2 separate regions of the Rattus norvegicus genome follow, and region 1 is linked to region 2. Evidence: chromatin contacts called from public Hi-C data. All regions are on one chromosome and are shown on one strand. The core of a region is the stretch at or near the end of the contact, and the rest is flanking DNA. Distances in the headings are between cores, read along the strand shown.

Region 1 (2,993 bases), core at 281-2,780, 54 kb after region 2:
GAACCTGACTATTCAAAACTAATTACCTTCAGGAAGTCTACTCAGGAAGGCTACAGACAACAGCCACTACAATCGCCCTCTGTGACTGCAACTCTGCACCTCACATCTGTCGGCTATAAATAACCAACAGTAAAATGAACTCGGGATCAAAATTTAAAATGCCAAAAATATAGAAAAATTAATAGGTGGTACTGCTAGCCACAGCTGATGGTTAGAGATTCGATGACATTAACATCGGGACAGTCAACAAGGCTCTTGTTCTGAAATTGAAAACTACCTTTTATTTTAATGCTTTAAATTTTGGTTGATGATGCGGGCACGCCAGACAGAATCATATCACATGTAGATACGTTTTCTTTGAGATAAAATCTCATTATAAAACAGGGGTGAGATAGTACTCAGAGGCCACAGGACCAGATTAATTATAAACCTAGCCAACTGAACCTGAATTTTGTTCAAATACTTCCTGTCTTTTGTTTCAACCTGCCGTACACCTTCAAGGTTAACTGCAGTCTCCCGGAGCAACGGACCAGCCCACTACAAACTGAGAGATGGGGATTCCTACTGCAAAGGCATTTACTGACTTCTCCACACCGTTTCATTTGAAAATATGGTATTAATAACTGACTGTCAAACAATACACACTGCATTCCTACCCACACAAGGCTAACTCTGCTGAAAGCTAACACACCCACCTTGCTATGAAATATGCGGATGCTTTCCTATTAAGTTCTCAGGGAAGAAACCGGGTAGAAAGCAAAACTGAAAGGCAACTCAAACCTAAAAATCCCCCAAAAGCTGGCTTCTCCCACAAGAAAAATAAAGGGCGAGGAAGGTACAAAGGGCGAAGGGAAGAAGGTAATACATGATTTAAGCCGGGGAGCTCTCAACACTCAACAAGACAACACAGGATCTGGGGGGACCGTAGGAGCAATCAGAGGCTGGGGGATGGGAAGAGCTAAAGAGGGGAGAAGGCCGCTCTGACTGTTGGAGGTGTCTGTCTGGGTCTCGTCTTTTTTTTCCCTCCTCCTCGCCCATCCCTCATAAGAACAACGCTGTTTTTTTTTTTTTTAGATCTTATACAGCACCCTAGTTCTGGACCCAGACTTGCCAGCAGGGGCAGGTGTGGGAAGGGATGCCTGGACTTGCGGGGGTCCAATATAGGGGTGGGGGCTGCAGCTTAGAAACTGCACCCACCAGTCCCTCTCCGAGGCTAGGGCTGGGCAAAAGGCGACATGGAGTGAGACAGGTCAGGGGGAGACCCCTGCTAAAGGGCGGAGGCTGGCGAGAGACAATGAACAGTCGCGAGGACCCTGGAGGATGCCGCGACGCCTCCTCGGGGAATCCCGGGATCTGGAGGCGGCGGCCCCGCCCCCTAAGGGACCATCCCTACCCCGACAGGGACTGCTGCTGAAAGCCATACACGCTCCGGGCCGGGAGGCTCTCTCGGAGACCCGGCCACCCAGCACCGCAGAGCCCGGACCCCGCGCTCCGTACCTGGCCTCGGCGCTCCGGGATCCTTCCCCGCCGCCGCCTCCGCCGCCCGCTCCCCATCCCCAGCCTCCCAGGACCCGCCCCCTCATCCGCCGGCAGTGACCGGCAGATACCATAGCCAATTATAGTCTTGCCCTTGCGGCTCTGCAACCAATCCTCGCCGCCTGAAGGCTGGGCTTCTCCAAAGTCATCCCGGCTCCTCCTGGGGCTGCAAGATCCCTTTTGTTTGGGAGAGCCAGGCTGGGATTGAGCTGGCGTCACTTCCGGGAGGAAGTACCACCTCTGGTCGGCTGGAGTCTGGGTTCGCTCTGCTCTCCGCCTGGGCTCTGCAACTTTTCAGGATCCTGAGAACACCTTTTGGTGGCTTAATTTGGGGTTTATCCAAAATGTGAATAAAAGAAGTGAGTTTTAGCGTTTGTTTTAGAATTAGTTATTGAAAACCTAGTAACGTGTCTTCTTTGCTTCTCTCACTTTCTCTCTCTCTCTCTCTCTCTCTGCACTGACTTTTGGGTGTGGTGCTGGAAAGCAAGGGCACAAGACCATCTCCTTTAACACATCACACTGGGTACACAAAGGGAGACTCTGGGGTTGAACAGACAGGACAGCACCCGGTAGAGGAGGGCATAACCCCTGCCGACCTTCCTTTCAGGGCGAAGCCAAATAATTGCAAACTTACGCGCAGTTTTCCCACACTGTGCTTGCCTTTCATGAATGTGGGGCCCTCTTTTATATGTTTGGGCCCCGTCATACTGTGGGGAATGCGTTTTTAACGAAGCCAAAACAAAACAGTTGGATGAGGGGGAATGACTGTCCTTGTGAACACAGGAATGCAGATCTTAGTGATAAAAACAAGACCGGATAACCTGGAGGGAAGAGAACGCACTCTACCGTAGCCTGCACTTCAGCTCACAAGTGATTGACCACATTGTTTTAAAGAATTTGTAACAAGTACATGTAAGAAAACAAGTATTTAAGTGCACAAGTAACATGCTACTCTGAATACATTATTCCTAATCCTCACAATTATCAGCAGGAGAATATTAGGAATTTAATACTCTCTCTGCCTGTGGTTCTCAACCTGTGGGTTACAACCCCTCGGATAACCTTTATCTGTAAAAAAAAAAAAATACCTACATTACAATTTATAACAGCAAAATTACAGCTGTGAGTAGCAGCGAAATTATGGTTGAGCACCACAACGTGAGAAACTATATTAAAGGACAGCAGCACTAGGAAGGTTGAGAACCACTGCCCTAGGCAAACACAGTCCTCGAGACAGGTGCAGTTTACAGTCTGGGTAGAGAGATGCCCAGCCTGAGTAATCATGGTTTAGAGGAAGTAAAACAGTATTTCCTGTCAACACAGTGTTATGTTCATCCATATAATATCCGTGTCAGTGCTGTCATACCCTGTATAGTGGACATCACCGTGAGTGATTATGACGAGTCAAAGAAACCAAGAGATCCAACTGAAGGTTATAGAATTAATAACTGGAAAAG
Region 2 (3,440 bases), core at 512-3,011:
TATCATGCAGTGTGTGGATAATAAATAGTGATACTCAACCTGACCCCTCTAGCAGTAAGGACATGTAAGGAGTTGGTCACTATCCAAGACTTGGTGAGGGCTCATTTGTGCTAAGAACTAGTTTCCTTTTTAAACGTGCTCCTTTAAGACCCAAGGCAAACAAAGGCTCATAGGGCAGGCAGGCCTGTAATCCCAATTCCATGAAAGGCTGAGGCAGAAGGATCACAAATTCAAGGACAGCATGTATAACTTAGTGAGATCCTATCTCAAACTTAAAAGCATGTAAAAGGGCCAGGGATGTAGCTCACTGTTCCAGTGTTTATACTCTGGTGAGTGTGAGACTCTAGGCTTAATCCCCAGCACCCAACACCCCAAACCCCCAAAACCAAAACATAGCAATCCTGTGAGGTGGTCCTATCATTCTCTCCCCTTTTATCATCGTCATCATCGTCATTGTCTTCCTCTTTTTTTTTTTTTTTTAAAGGAACCTAGCAGGAGGCTCATCCCCAAGGAAGTTGAGCACAGGCGAGAGGAGAGGGCACGCGGCACTGCCTGCGGGCGGCTCTGGTGCAGCGCCCCCTCCTGGCCGCAGAACACATCGCTCTAGGTTGCTGAGGTTGATGAGCAGCAGCACCTCGTCCCATTGAAGTTGTCCACGTCCGAACACCAGGGGGAGCGATCAACCTAGCTTTTGGGAGCAGGGTGAGGCTGCCAGCCTGAAGAAGCCTGCTTGGCATTTGTGCTCAGCAGTGGCATCAGAACCAGCGTCCTTTAATCCAGACGTGCAAGTTTAGTTCAGACGTGCAAGTTTGTCTTCCCTACCCTGCAACTCCAATGGACAAGGGCAGATAACCTACAGACTAGCTGCTGTGTGCTAGGCAGAAATCCCAATGGGAAGAGGGCAAGCTACTGGAAGAGGTAGCTCACATCGTCGTCACTTCCCTGGGTTCCATAGAGAACGACAATATTGTTATTCTTTTTTTTTTTCTATTCTTTTTTTTTTTTCGGAGCTGGGGATCGAACCCAGGCAAGCGCTCTACCACTGAGCCAAATCCCCAACCCCCAATATTGTTATTCTTAATGTCTTTTGGGTCCAAATTCCTTTTGCACCCAAGATACCTCTCCCTTCTGCCTGAGTGAATTATAAATCTTTAAGCCCTCTGATCCTGCTCTCCTTTTAGGCTCTTGGACAGCCCCCACCCCAACCTGAGACACCTACTATGTCTCAAGACGTGCATTATTGTAAGATGTCACTATGTGTGACTCATCCCCACCACCAAAGTGTAAACTGCAGCACTTAGTGTGTGTGTGTGTGTGTGTGTGTGTTTCTAGATCCAGCTCAAGGTTACATAAGAGCCACCAACAACAAACAACTGGCTTTCACCTGTATTTATTTCCTTTCAATACAGTATCTTGCTATGTAACCCAGGCTGTCCTTCAACTTGGCATCACAGACTTATGCCAGCACGCCCACAGATCTCTATTGGATATGCAAATGAGGACTCACGAATGTATCATTTCTATTTTGTTCTGGGTCCTCTATGTCCACAGCCGGCTGGGATTACCCTACTCCCCAGAAAGCAAGAGTGAGGAATGTAGACTGATGTGGTGTTGGGGAGTTGGGGTGGGGGTTGGGGCGTGGAGGCCCGGGGCAGGGAGCAGAGCTTTCCCATGGTGAGAATAAGGCCCACATAGAGAATAAGGGAGGGAGAGAGGCCAAGATCTGAGTTATAGCAGAAGGAAGCTGAGCCCTGAATGGGAGCCTTGTGTGTGGCCCTGTGCTGCTGACTCACCAGGCTGAGAGGAGGGATGGAGAAGGGGCCTGTTTATGCCCTGCCACCACCTCCAAACCACCCTGCCTCCCCAGATGCCTTTTGGTCAGGGGCTTCCTGAGGATACCAGCTGCCCTGAGGTACAAACAGTCCTGGAAGGCTGTGATTTAGGTGGGACAGGCAGGGAAGAGGAGAGGGAGCACACAGCAGCTAAGAGAGATGGGGAGTTTTAGGAATGCAAAAGGCAGTTTAAGGAGGAGCTTAGGGTCTGAGTTCTGATGGAGAAAGGGGGCGGAGGAAGGTATCTCTCCTTAAGCATTTGGCCGCCCTTCCCCACAGGCAGGTGTGGCAAGTCAGACACAGAGCAGGGAGGAGACAGATGCTTAGTTTCTGTGGCTTCCCGGCTCTACCTGAGGAGCAAGCTTGCTTGTGAGCTTCCCAGGCCTGAGGCCACACAGAGGGCCAGCCTGGGAGCAGAAGCCCTGTCATGCTTCTCATTCCTGCCTTTACCCCCACTGTCAAACCTGTTCAGAGACTTGAGGACAGGATTCTTGTGGCAATCGGGGTGGTGGGCAGCCTGAGGCAGCCTAGGTAAGCAAGATCAAAGCCAAGCTTTGTGGAGAAGCAGGAGAGAGGAGAGAGGGTAGGTCTGAGGGAGTAGCCAGGGTCAGACTGGGAACTGCTGGTCCAAGGTCAGCTCAGGAGAAGATGAGGCTGAAGTGGTGGGCGGGGGTGGGGACTACAGTTTACTGTGTGGGCTCTGCCATGAACTGAACTTGGGTAGTCTCTTGACCTTTCTAGGACTCATTTTTAACACAGGAGACCTACCCAGAGGTTTTCTAAGTTTCTCTGGTTTGATCCCATGTGAGTACACAAATTACCCTTTCTCCTCATTAAAATCCAGGTTTTCTTGTTTTTGTTTTTCCCTGTGTCCTGTTCTCAGCTGAAGAGCTTAAAAGAAAAATACCAGTGGACTCACTTGGGAGCATGACTGACAGTCAGCTAGTGTCCTAACTCCCTACAGGCATTGCTGGCTTTGCTTGTTCTTGGTGCTGGGGATTTAATATCCTGGGGCTTTTTTGTTTGCTTGTTTGTTTTCAAGACAGAGTTTCTTTGGGTATCCTTGGATGTCCTGGAATTCAATATGCAGAGTACTTTTGCCTCCAACTCAGAGATCCGCCTGCCTCTGCCTCCCCAGTGCTGGGGTCAAAGGTGTGAGCTATCTATCACAGGTGGCCCCAGGGCTTTCAGAAGGCGGAGTGAGCCCCTGGTTGCAACCCTCTGACCTGTTCAAGATGGTAGTGTGGCCAGCGGAAGGGATGCGGCCTTGAAACCAAACGGCTATGGGTTTGAATCCCAGCTGCAGGACTGAGGATGGCGTTCAGTGGTGGAATAAACACCTAGCATATGGTGGTCCCTAGCACCACCCAAACACATCACAACTCAACACAAACTAGGCAACGGTTAGTAGCATTTCTCAACCAGGAGCAGTCCTTCTCGAGACCTTGACTTGCAGCTATGACTACATCTCAGCCTGGCTCTGCTGTAGGATCTTTGGCCAATTTATGGTTTGTGAGTTACTGTATGTTAGGTAGGAGGACCATACTAAGTAGCTATGTAGACTAAAGGAAGTAACACAAGTTGGCTACTTGACAAATATTTTCAAAA

The links. Hi-C and Micro-C count contacts between places; a contact is called where the count stands out from the background.
Region 1: a contact with region 2 is called in a Hi-C map of Schwann cells, with 3 times the contacts expected there. The contact joins the promoter of Cttnbp2nl here to the enhancer-like site in region 2. A contact is called at or near these places in 12 of 12 Hi-C or Micro-C datasets (the A7r5 cell line, the Rat2 cell line, Schwann cells and 7 more) and 1 of 1 datasets of contacts at active chromatin or transcription factors (oligodendrocytes).

What each region holds. Positions count from the first base shown.
Region 1 is chr2:195,241,373-195,244,365 of GRCr8, forward strand. It overlaps Cttnbp2nl (CTTNBP2 N-terminal like), which reads right to left and starts at 1,531. Exons shown (of 6, transcript NM_001107712.2): 1 at 1,498-1,531.
Region 2 is chr2:195,186,895-195,190,334 of GRCr8, forward strand. No RefSeq gene overlaps it. Among named protein-coding and RNA genes, the nearest start is that of Wnt2b, 32 kb to the left of the region's middle. Within about 2 kb of position 1,762, at least 59 of the 93 cell types and tissues checked have an H3K27ac peak or open chromatin away from gene starts, as enhancers often do. A contact at or near this core is called in the A7r5 cell line and Schwann cells, where this site is marked.